2 separate regions of the Gossypium hirsutum genome follow, and region 2 is linked to region 1. A link is a contact called in public Hi-C data. All regions are on one chromosome and are shown on one strand. The core of a region is the stretch at or near the end of the contact, and the rest is flanking DNA. Distances in the headings are between cores, read along the strand shown. Region 1 overlaps LOC121216387 (a long non-coding RNA gene). Region 2 has its middle 8.2 kb from the start of LOC121216478.

Evidence for each region. A called contact is a pair of places that touch in the nucleus more often than the background predicts.
Region 2: a contact with region 1 is called in a Hi-C map of leaf, with 4 times the contacts expected there. The contact joins two enhancer-like sites. A contact is called at or near these places in 11 of 34 Hi-C or Micro-C datasets (callus, cotyledon, fibers and 3 more).

The regions. Positions count from the first base shown.
Region 1 is chrD04:15,594,744-15,601,412 of Gossypium_hirsutum_v2.1, forward strand. LOC121216387 (a long non-coding RNA gene) reads left to right here. Exons shown (of 2, transcript XR_005912573.1): 2 at 735-1,763. Among protein-coding and RNA genes, the nearest start is that of LOC121216387, 5.9 kb to the left of the region's middle. Within about 2 kb of position 2,473, at least 1 of the 9 cell types and tissues checked has an H3K27ac peak or open chromatin away from gene starts, as enhancers often do. A contact at or near this core is called in leaf, where this site is marked.
Region 2 is chrD04:15,755,092-15,761,760 of Gossypium_hirsutum_v2.1, forward strand. No RefSeq gene overlaps it. Among protein-coding and RNA genes, the nearest start is that of LOC121216478, 8.2 kb to the right of the region's middle. Within about 2 kb of position 3,145, at least 8 of the 9 cell types and tissues checked have an H3K27ac peak or open chromatin away from gene starts, as enhancers often do. A contact at or near this core is called in leaf, where this site is marked.

The sequences.
Region 1 (6,669 bases), core at 1,223-3,722:
AATATGATGACATGGGTTATAAACTAAAATGTTATGATTGAATTGGTGAGAAAATGGATTGAAATGTAAATTGTTATACGGTTACATGTATTGAGCCCAAATGAACATAGGATAGGATACAATTGGCATGCCAATAAATTATTTTGTGTACTGAATGAGATTGAATTTTGATGAGATGATGATTCATGACTTGTTATTGTACACTGAATATATCGGAGTCCGACATTTGTTGCGGATTATCGAGTTATATTTACAGTGATTCTAGTGTGTTATTGGAGGCGAATGTAAAGCCTACGAGCTTGGCACTTGGTGCCCAAACGTGTTCTTGGTTGGATTGGCTTGGTTGAGCATTTTGGCATGTCCTGGGTGGATAACTACGTATCCATATCTATATTCATCCGTTCATCGGTCTGAATTTCAATAGTTAAATGACATGTTGATGATATATATTTGACATTTGGTTATGATGCCTTGTGGATGACTTGTATAAATTTTCATGATTTTCGATATTATATCATGAGTTGATAATGATTGATATCATATAAATGAGATGATTAAATGACTCGTATATATGAAACTCACCTATTGAATGCTTGTGGTTGACAGGGTTAATGTTAGTTAATGAGTTTTTTAGTTATTAAACTATGTTTTCAAGGTAAGTTATATAGTTTTAAGCTATGAACTTACTAAGCTCATTGAAGCTTACTCATGTCATTTTTCCTGTTTTCTTGTAGATATTATTTTGTGAAACCGGGTAATCGGATCAAGTTGAAGATCACATTATCCAACTATCTTTCAGTAGACTTTGAAACATTTATTTTAAGATATGTGGCATGTAATAGGAGTATATTGTATTTGTTTATAAGTATTCTTTATAAGTGGCATATTTTGTATTTATATATATAAGTTGAGTGTTTGTGGTAAATGATGTGGTGGATCATAGCTTGGTTTAGAGATTTGAATGTGATATTTGCTTGATATGTGATGGAGTATATAAATATGATGGAATGAAATGCATATAGATGAATCAAATGTAATAGATAATGTTTGAATAGGTAATACTTTGGTTGGAGTTGTTTTTGATGCTACGAATTAGTATATATGTATGGTTTTATTTTTGATAACTAATATGTGATGCATATGCCTTGGCAAGGAATGTTAATTGGTGATTGGATTACAACATATTGTCACCTTATATGGCCTTATTTAATTAAGTTTGAATTTGGTAGAAATTGTAGTTGAATGTTAGACTTGAATGTTGTTTGTGATGGTGCCTTATGGCATATTGGTTAGAATTAGGTAAATGGCATGTTTTGATATGTTTTTTGTGTGATTTGAACAGGTTGAATGATTGATTAATGGCATACTTGTGGTCTAAGTAAGCATGATATGGTATGACTTGTATTGGAGGGTAAATTTATGTTCAAACAAGTTGAAACACGGCTTGACACATGATTGTGTGCCATACACGGGTATATGGCACGACTGTGTGGTCTGTGTGATTTAGTTATCAATTAGCACACACAACCATAGTTTGTTACATGGTCAAAAGACACGACCATGTGACTTCACCTACATGGTTTTGGTCCTTGCACACGGTTGATCAACACGACCATGTCCAATAGTGCCACACGGCCTAAACCTGTTATACGGTCTGGCCACATGATCTTGTGACCCTTGTTTTCTATTTTTACCTTACTTTTCTATTTGTTTCGAATTAGTCCATGCTTGTTTTTGAATTGATTATAGAGTTTCATTGGCTAGATTTAAGTCTCGTTTTTGTATGATTAGCATGATTATCGAATGTTTATATATTAATGATTGTTTAAATTGAATTTTGAGTTGAAATTAAATATTTTTGACTTGTTAATTGTCGTAACATCTCGTAACCCTAATCTTGTGATGGAGACAAATGAGGGGTGTTACATCCAAGCATCATTCCAGATAGATATGTTTGTTCCTGTTCCCACTCGCCAACACATTCTTGACTGAAGAAATCCCTTCATGGCCTAGATGCTCATCTAGGTATATGATGGGTAATTTCCTAAAATCGAATCTAAAAAGGTAGACATCGGGTAATATTTTTCTTTTAGCGTGGGTACCAATAAAGAGTCTGGATAAACATGCAACATATAGCCCTACTTAGCAAGAAGAGCCAAGTTGAATTTCGCTAGGCACCTAAACCTCAATCTACCTTTTTCCTTAAGTTCGTATAATTTTTGCCACTGGCACTAATGAATCCCTTGTTTTCCTTTATGCTTCTGCCACCAAAATCTACCAATGATACTTTCCATTTCAGCATAAAAAGAACTAGGCAATAAAAGTATGACATCAAATACGTAGGGATGACTTGTAAAATGCCTTTAATAAGCACCTTTTTGCCTCCTTAAGAGTGGGGTTTAATACACCAAATGTTAATACGAATACACATCATGTCTTTCAAATGTTGGAAAGCCAACTTTTCTGTTGTCCCACCATACTTGGAAGCCCAAGATACTTTTTTGGGTTTGATGTATAAATACTTTTTTGGGTCTGATGTATAATGTACATTCAAAATATGAGAGATTAAGAGCCTTACTTGCTCCTGGACGTTTTTGCTAAAGAAAATAAGGGATTTATCAGAATTTATGCATTGTCCCGAACAAATTTCATATTCCATCAAAATATTATTCATGATATAGGTGTTGGGGATAATTGTCAATAACTAAGAAATAGTTACACAAGACTTGTAACAAACAACTAGTGAACACAGATAAGTCTACAATAGACTTGAATTTAATTCAGGTAACAAACCAAAAAGAAGAGACTCAGAGTCACACAAGAAAAAGTGATGATTTATTTGACTGAAATTGTTATATTATTCCACTACCCAATGAAACAAACGATAGGGCTATAAATAGGCTTTACACCATAACAAACTAACATAAAAGGTGCAACAATAATCTTAGCACGATTACAATAGAAAGTAGATAATTAATGGAAAAACAAAACAAGCACAACTCAGTCAAAGCTAAGATTTAGGTAATCAATAACTGACTTTGAATCATTCTCCAATACTCCTCTTGATTCAAAATTGCAAACACCAAGCTGGAGCTTGAAATAAACATGTTTATCTTTAGGGAAGGACTTTTTTAGAATATCTGCCACTTGTTCATTCGTGTTGCAGTATTTCAGAACAATCAATTCATCTGACACAAGATTACGAATGAAATGCACCCGAATATCTATATGCTTGGTTCTTCCATGGGAGGATGGATTTTTGGACATGGAAATCACTGCTTGATTGTCACCGTAGATTACAATTGCTTCCTTATATTTTTTATTGACATTTATTAGGATCCTTCTTAACCACAGGGCTTGACAAGCTGATGAAGTTGCAGCTGTATATTTAGCTTCTGATGAAAATAAAGTTGTTAAGCTTGTTTTTTAGAACTCCAGCAAATAGCAGCAGACCAAAAACCAAAGACATAACTAGATGAGCTTCTTCTGTCCTCCAAGCACCCAACCCAATCACTATCTGTATAACCACTCAATTTGAACTCTGTAACATTATCATACCATAGTCTAAAATTAAGAGTTCTAGCAATATATCGTAAGATCCTTTTTACAGCTCCAAAATGATGTCTTGATGGATAATGCATGAACTTGGAAACAACTCCAACAGCAAAAGAGGTATTAGGCCGCATATTAGTCAAGTAAATCAAGCCACCAACTAGACTTCTAAAACTCCATGCATCTGTTGCTTCAGTACCATCATCATTCTTCAACTTCTTATTCAAATTCATTGGTGTCATTGTAATTTTACAACCCAACATGTTGAATTTTTTGAGCAAATCAATAGCATATTTCTTCTGTTACACAAAGACGCCATCTTTGACTTGCTTCACCTCAAGCCCAAGAAAGTATTGCAGCACTCCAAGATCTGTCATTTCAAATTTCTTTTCCATACAAGCTTTAAATTCATTTATAAGATAGAAGGAACTCATGTAGATCATATCATCAAAATAAAGACAAATAATGAGAAAGTCGTGAGCACCCTGTTGTTTAAAATAAAGATTGGGCTCATACTTGCTTCTCTCAAAGCCACTTTTGAAAAAGTATGTATCAATTTTGTTGTACCTTACACGCGGGGCCTGCTTCAGTCCATAGAGAGCTTTTCGCAACTTGTACATTTTCTCCTCTTTGCCTTTGACTACGAATCCCTCATGCTGAGCAACATAAACCTCCTTTTGTAAGTCCCCATTCAAAAATGCTGACTTAACATTAAACTGATACACAACATTTTTCAAATGTACCGCCAAAGCCAATACAATTCTAATAGTTTCAAACCGTGCAACTAGAGAGAAAGTGCCATCAAAATCTATTCTTGGTTGTTGTGAATACCCTTTCACTACCAGTCGTGCTTTGTGTTTTTTAATGTTGCGATTTGCTTGGAACTTGGTTCGAAAGACCCATTTGACTCCAATTACTTTTCTGTCTTTAGAAAGATCTACAAGCTCCCATGTCTTATTGCGTTGTCTTGCTGCAATTTCTTCTTTCATTGCATTTCGCCACTCTTCTTTGCCTACTACCACTTCAAAAGTTGTAGGATCAACGACAAACAAGGCTTGCATCGTTGCATAAATTTTAGCCAAAGATCTGTATTTCCTTAGAGGAGTTTCATCATCAAATGAACTTTTACTGCTTGAAGATACGTTTGATGAAGTTAGAGGAGATGAAAGATTTGGAGAAGGAGGTTGTAATACTTCAGTTTGTAGAGCTTCATCTTTATTTGCAATTTCAAATTTAACATCACTTACACTCTTTTCCCAAATCCATCTTGCATCTTCATTGAAAATTACATTACTGCTGATTATTATCTTGCCACCAATAGAATTATACAGCATGTATGCTTTAGACTAAGAATAGTAACCAATAAAAATGCATTTTGTTGATTTCTCATCAAGTTTGCTGCGTTTATGTGAGTCAACTAAAGTATAAGCAACACAACCAAAACTTTTAAATGGCTTACCCAAGGTCTCCTCCAATACCAGGCCTCATATGATGTTTGATTGGGAATAACCCTTGGTGATAGATTCAATAAGTAGACTGTAGTTCCAACAACTTCTCTCCATAATTAATCTGAAAGCCCTTTGGCTTTCAACATACTTCTTGCCATTTCTACAACTATCCGATTCTTCTGTTCAGTAACACCATTCTACTCCGGAGTGTATGGAGCAATCAATTCTCTTCTTAGGACTTGTTCTTCACAGAAATGATTAAACTTTAGCTACACAAACTCACCGCCTCTGTCTATACGTAGTGTCTTGATGCAATGTCTAGTTTGCTTATCCACAAGTACCTTGAAGTTTTTAAATATTTCAAATGTTTTCGACATGGACTATAAAATGTACTCCTAACTCATCCTGCTGTAGCCATCTCTGAATAATAAAAAATATCTACTCCCACCAAATGATTGTGTTTTAATGAGGACAACCAAGTCAGCATGTACAAGCTCAAGACACCTAGTTGCCCTTCTAGACTTCTTTACAGGAAATGGTTTCTTACATTTTTTCCCGTATATACACCCCTCACACGTATTTAAAGACTCAATTCTAGGAAACCTAAAAACCATTTCTGTTTGACACAGCAACTTCAGACCTTTTACATTCAAATTCCCATACCTTCAATGCCATAATCTTGACTCACTAGTTTCTTTCACAACAAGTGAATGGTTTTCAACATCAGAAATTTCAAGTGGAAATAGCTTGTTTGGTGTTATGCAAACATCAACAATGATTTGATTTGATTTTTTATCTTTAATCACACAAGAGACATCATTGAACATAATAGAATATCCAGTAGCCATGAGTTGGCCTACACTCAATAGATTTTGTGACAAGCGAACATTACCCTTCCCTTCCACTTGAATCTTCTTGTTGTCTCTAAGTGTTACTTGTTTTTTGAAGGTCTCATCAAACTCCTTTAATAATGACTTTATGCCAGTCATGTGATTCTAGCACCCGTTGTCCAGAAACTAAATGTTGCTGTGACTTGTTGCATCTTTTTGATAAGCCATTAAAAAATTGATTACCTCATCTTCTTGCTCTACATAACTTGCTTGTCCTTGCTTTTGTCTTTTCTAGCAATCGGCCTTCACATGCCCAAACCTTTTATAATAATAATATTGGATAAACCTTTTTTTTATCTCATTGCTGAGTTTGATTTTGGTGCTCATCACCCAACCTCGTCCTCTACTATGACCTCCTCTCCCTTGAGATCCAACTTTACCACGCCATTTTTGTTCATTTCTTTGAGGTGATGCCTCCCCCTTCACAACAAAAGCCTTTTCTTCAGTCTTCTCTTCTAACCTGTTCAGCCTTGCCTTATGGGACTGCAGTGATCCCATCAACTTATCAAATGTGAATGTTTCTAAGTCTTTAGACTCTTCGATGACAACCACTACATGATTAATCTTAAGAGTAAGACTCTTGAGAATTTTTGCTACAATCATTTTATTAGTAATATTTTCTCCATAGGACTGCATCTGGTTGACAATTGCAACAACTCTAGATAAAAAATCTTGCACTGACTCTCCACCTTTCATCTGTAGGGTTTTAAAATCTCGACGAAGAGATTGAAGTTTTATCATGATTACCTTATGATGCCTGCAAGATTCCCCAAGCTTCT
Region 2 (6,669 bases), core at 1,895-4,394, 160 kb after region 1:
AATAGAAAACTCCCAACTTTATATCTTAATCCTTTTAAAACTTGATCACGATAGCTAAACCAAATGTAGTGATGTTATTGTAATTGGTATATTAAAATTTCACAGCAACTTGAAAATAATAATGATATGGTGAAAATTTTCCATTTAAATCTTTAATTCAAACCAATCACGAGTTCTATCCTTACACAAGTCACCCCAATTAGACTGCAAAACTCCCATCTTTGTATTTCTCAAGTTGAATCAAATCATGCAGTGATCATAAATCTAACAACTGTATTTCCTTTCTTTGGTCAACAAAATCTAACCACTTTTGCTTCATATGGGGCAAGATATGAATTCTTTTGTTGAGGTAATTGGTCCAAGCTCACTTTTACTTTCCGGTTGGCATGGCATAATTTTTGGGACCCTTTTTCGCTATTGAACTTCAACAATGATTATATAAGAAGAAGAATAACTTGTATTTCAACTAGTGTCTAATTTAATTAAATCATGCAATCTATTGTTTTTAAACAAAAAACAGAATAAGTTGTATTTAAGCTTAAATCACTTCATGTCCATGATAATGACTTACATGGTATCTATATCACAAAACTTTGTCTTTATTCGTATGAATATGATTATATAATCCATGCAATTCTTGGTCACCATTGTGGGGATACCATTGCATTACATACAAATCCCCTTTTAGTTAGTTTTCTCCCTTTTCTTTAATCATTCTCCCAAACTTGATTATTAAGCAACTTGAGGATGGTTTTGGGATGGATCATTGAAGAAATGAGGGCATATATAGATATATTTATTTATTATTTACTTCTTCTACTTACCTGTTTTTTTCTTTTTCCTTTTTAAGGAATGGCCTGTCGACTTACTACAAACTCATTTAGTATTATTATTGTTACAGCAATTTAAAAGTCGTGAGTTTAAATTCACTTAAATATGTTTAGGATTTGATGTTTATAGGTTTAGGAGATGTATCCAGGAAAAAAAATTTTGTTAGGTCAAATTCTACAAAAGATTTCTGTACTATGTTTTCTCTCTCTCTCTTTTCTTTTTGTAAATTTAATTCATTTACTATAATTTGATACTTTCTAATCTCTCTACTTTTTAAAATATGTAATTTTAGTCCTAAAGCTAATATTTTCTGTTAATTCTTTTAAAATGTAAATAATATTTTTATTTGTACAAAAAACAAATAATGTATATATGTAAAACCACTGCATTTAAAAAACACAACTACATTAAATTATTTTATCAAATTTACATCCGAATTGAAAATGTGTATTTAAAAGTAAAAGAAAAAACTGAAACTATAGTAGAGAGATTAAATTTGCCAAAAAAATTTTCAGACTACAATATAATTTTATAGAATGTGAGCACTTTGTTTATTTGTGGAGAAGAGCACTTCCTTTGGGCTGTGAAGATAACTATGGTTAGAATGGGTATATGTGTATGTTAGGGATCGCATTGCTTGTCAGACGTGCTTCCTATCATGTAGACGAAGGGGACCTCCCCTCTTGGAAAGCTTAGCTTAACTGTGGAAAGAAAATTATCAAAACCAACCTCACATGAATTCAAAGATTGAATGGTAAGGTAAAACATCTAATTTTTTATTTCTTTATTATTATCTTTTAACACTTAATGTTCCTATTAAGAATTGTGATAAGCTTGGATCTTTGTTTGTTTTTTTAATAATTTTCCATTCCTACTCCAATCCTTATCAAAAGTTTTGTTTCTTCCCCCCATTTGAATGCCAAGCTCTCACCAACATAGCAATTCGTTTTGGTAAATAATTCCAAGGGCCTAATAATTCGAAAGCAAATAATCAAATATTTATAGCTATTTGGTTGGCATGCAATGCATACAAAGTGTAATTTTTTATTGTCTTTTTTTAAGCATTTAGCAAAGGCATGATAATCTAAATTGGAAATTAAATACCCATAGTAGCAAACTTTCAAGTGAAAGTTGATAGGCCTCTAGCTAGTTTATTTCTTCATCGAATTAATATCTCTTGTACAATACTGCTATTAAGTTGTACAATACTGCAACTTGGTGCTGGGTTATTCATCAACGTGAAGGAAAGTTGCAGCACATAATTAGAAAATGGAGAGGCCCCCACCAATTGATGAGCACCAAAAAAGCCAGAATCTCTTACGGTACCAAATGCCTCTTTTTGATAAGATATACATGGACCTAACCATTATCCTTGCATACCATCTACACATTTGAGCAATATATCAACTATCCCTTTCTCTTTTGATTTTATATTTTGTTTTTTTCTCTACAAAAGACAGCAATTTAAAAGATAAAAGCAAAAGGTTATAGATATTACTTATTAAAATAATTGTATAAATTAGTTTGGAATTTTTCTATTCATTTTTTTTTTCTTTCTTCTTTACTACTACCAATAATTTCATTTTGAAACAATGTCATATTGGTTGCATATACATAAATTCCATTGATCTGATGGGTAAAGGAAAAAAATTTGAGTGAACGATGAGATTGGACGAGTTGTGAAAATTGATTATAACGCAGAAAATGGATCGCGGGGCCACTTTGTGAGAATGACAATCTATGTGAATCGGGAAGTTCGGTTGAAGCCAAAGATCAGAATTGATGGCACTCTCCAAAGAGTGGAATATGAGGCTTTACCAAACGTTTGCTTTGATTGTGGTAGATACGATCATGTCCAAGACGTTTGTCCGTCGTTAGGGGGCCGTGATAAGGGAAGAGAAGATGATTCACGGAAGAATTTTGATACGGCGGAGTTGAACTGCAGAGTAGAGAAGTTTGGGTCTTGGATGCTTGTGGGAAGGAAGCAAAGACGAAAAGCTCGTAATGGAAGAGAGCAAAACACATGATTAGATGCCGAAATTTCATGAGGGTCAAGATTTTCAGTTTTAGTTAGAACCCAAAATCAGGGAGCAATTGATGAAGTCGCCGATCACGAAAAAAATATCTCAAGTTTTAATGCAAAAAGATAGTAACGTCACTAGTGTGAACGCATGTTTCGCTTTTAAGGGAAAGTCAGATGGGTTAAGCAAGAAACTAGGAGATCGGGCCAAAGGGAAAGGGGTATTATTTAGTGGGCCAAATAAACCTGTTATGGTCCTTATGCCTATGAATATTAATAGGGCCAACCCATCTGTAGTCCAAGAGAATGTGGGATTTGATGATGGATCACCGATAGGAGCTCATACATCTACAATTGGTAATGTCTTTACCAATTTGGAACCATAGCTGTCGAAACTAGCCTAGGCAAGGAGAAAAACCATGTGATACGGTTTGGGGAGAATATTTGTCATACCCAAAAACAGGGTTAGAAGATATTGAGTTGTGTTTGGGTGTGAGATTCTAGGTTTGATTCATTTTCTTTAAAATTTTAGTTATTTTTGTCTTACCCTTGAACCTTAAGCATCCAGCTTATGTTTTATTTTTGCGCAAATGACAAAAAGAATGAACTTGTTGGTTCAGTGGTAAGACTTTAGTTTACCTTTAAGTCTTGTGATTAAATTCTTGCATAAGTAAAACAAAATTAAATTTTTAGTTCCTGACATTACGCTGCCGCTGCCTTATGTCAGTTATTGAGTTAAATTCAAACTTTGGGAAAAACTGAATAAAATTTGTTGGTTAGTTATTTTCATCTATTATTATTTTATTTAATTTTTGAATTTTCCATTCCCAAAAACAAATTGTTTGTTTTGCCCCACGTTTCCTTCACCCTATTATTATTCTTTGTCTTTTCTTTTATTTTTTATCTCTTTCACATTTTCCCCTTTCAGCTTTCTTGTCTTTTCTTATATCGTCTCTTCTTTCTGTTTGTTCTTTTATTCCCTTGGATTTTCTACCTTTTTTCCTTATTACTTTCAATTTTTTTCACCCTCTTGCTAATTAGTTCATGAGAATTGTGCGAGGTAAGTATTTTAGGGTTAGATTCGTCTGCTTGTTGTGGAGTTTTTGCGATTATGGAGTAAGTTTGCTATTTTCTTTGTGTAACACGATTTTTTTCTTTGAAACCTTTGGTTTAGGTGATGTTTCTTTAACTAATAGTCTTCCGAACAATTAAGGGATTATTAAGAATGCCCCTACCATTTTGGGTGAGTAATTAAATGCTCGAAAGGCTTATTTCCAGTTTATTAAGGCCTAAAGTTAGGGGGTTGTGCCAAATTAGTAGATTTGATTTAGTGTTTTGTTCCTAAAATGTTCTTTTTAAATATCTGTTTTAGGTTTTGGCATCTTTGCCAAGGTGTTAGCATTGGAAAACGACTAGGTGTGTAACGAAAACTCGAGAAAATAGTGATCGACGAAAGTCGAAATTGGGATTGTTGATGCCAAACAGTCGTGTAACGGGTCATATGAGTCACATGGTCTAAGCTATTTGGGCCATGTAAGCCACACAGGCGTGTATGAGACCGTGTGCTAGGCCGTGTGGGCCACACGACCATATGGGCCCATTTTTAAAAATTTCCATTTTGACCTGATTTGATCCGTGAATCATAATTAGCCTCTCCATAGGGTCCATACCGCTTAAATAAGACTTGAAAACAAGGTATCTGTAAATATCTTTCTGTCAAGAATATGAATGCATGTTCAACATGCTTATCATTCTGTTTTAGTTTATGCATGACATGTCACATTGCATGGGGTTGGGATATTATGATATGGAGGAAGTTCTGGCAATTTAATGATCTGCATTAGCTGGTGGTTTATCCACATTTCTGTCTGACAGCTTGTCTGCATTTATGGTGGCTTGATTGCAATATAGTGACTTGTCCACATATATCCAATTTGGCAGTTTTTAACTACAACCTCTAGTGACATTGACCACAACTATTCTGTTGGTGTGATGGGATGGATGAGTCTAGGGAACTCTATTTGGTGTGTAGCGGAGTTGGGTAGGATATTTTTTGAATAAAATATGCATTAGGTTTTCTGAAAAATATTGCATTGGCATAAGCAAGCATTCTCAGTTTGCTCACATGATTGTTATAAAATTCTCTGTGATTCTGTTAATTTTTGGTTGTTTTATTTGAGTTTGTTGCACACTAAGCTTTATAGCTCGCCCCTTTGTTTAATCTCTGACTTTTTAGGTAATCTTTAGACTTAGACCGAACGGTGTGCAGGAGCTCGGATTGATTCTCGATTTATAAAATAAGATAATTTATGTTTTTAATTATTTTGGACTATAAATTTGTTTAGACTTTATTTTTGGTTTTTATTCCGTTTGTTTGTTTTTGAGTATTTTAGCATGAAACTGCAAAACCTCGCGGGTTAACAATTTAAAATCCAGTTTCCAAAATTAAAACTCTGGAAAATTTTCCGCTGTAAAATTAAGTAACCCCTAAAGAGTTTTTCTGTCAATAAACAAATAGTTTTAACGAGTGTTTGTCTTTAAGCTGGAAATGATTTGCTAAAATTAATGTTTTTAAAACACGATTGTGAATTCAAATTTTGGGTTTGAGTTAAGTGATTCTGGGTTTAAGTTTTTTAAACATTTTTAGAAGTTTTGCCAATTTTAACACTTTTGAAAATGCACACTAAGTTTTATTAAACCAAAAATTTTAAACAAGCTGATGTAATTTCTCAAAATCCAGTCAAGACGTCTAGGCTGGGTTTGGGGTTTTTCAACATTCGACTTGGAGATAGCCAACAAGTTATGGGTTAGGATCGCTCAGGTGGTTAACACCCTCCAAAGCTTCAAAGATAGAAAAATAAATTAGAAACATTACCTTGGATGAAGATGCTCTACTTTCTAGTGCCTCGGGGCTAAGACATTAGTCTCGCAAATCATGCGACCTTAGGAGATTTTTTTGCTCTAAATCTGCCTAAGTCAGACTAACTCTCACAAAATATTCTCGTATAAATTCTTTAAGGAATTGAAATATAGCAAAAGCAAACTCAAAATAAAATAGCAACAAAAAACAAAAAAAAACCAAATGAAAAATAGCGCATACAAAGTGTTTGAGTAAATGCTCTCAAATATATTCACAAGTATGAATGGAATGATTACAAATGAGGGGAAAGACCTTTATTTATAGTTGAGCTCCCTCAAAACCAATGGTATATATTGAGTTACATCGATGGTCATGTAACACTCTAAATCGGTTTCTGTCACCGAATTGGGGTCATAGAGTATTACGATAACATTTCAAACATTTAACATTATTTACAAACTATATTTAATCATAATTACAACTAATCAAATCACATTGCATTCATAATTAAACATATGCTTATGGGCCTTAAACCGAGTTAACGGAGCCCAAAAAACAAGTTTGGAAACATTCAGGGGTCAATTCAGAACAAAACAGTAAAGTTAGGAAAAAAGTTGAAAATTTCAAAAATAGGGGACACACGGCTGTGTTTCACAACCCAGACCATGCGGACATTCGAAGTCCAGACACATGACCGTGTCGCAGGCCATGTGCCTGGCCGTGTGTGCATTCAATGTTGGGTCACATGATCGTGTCGCAGGTTGTGTCCAGATCGTGTGTGTCTTGCATCTAAAAACATTAAGACACACAGTCGTGTGGATAGACCGTGTGTGACACACGATTGTGTGACAGCCCGTGTGCACCAAAATTTGCTTCTAAAACAAGACAATTTTTACACTTATCTTGGTTCACAAGCCAAGCCTAAAACCATATTAAAAACCATGACCAAAAACAGTCT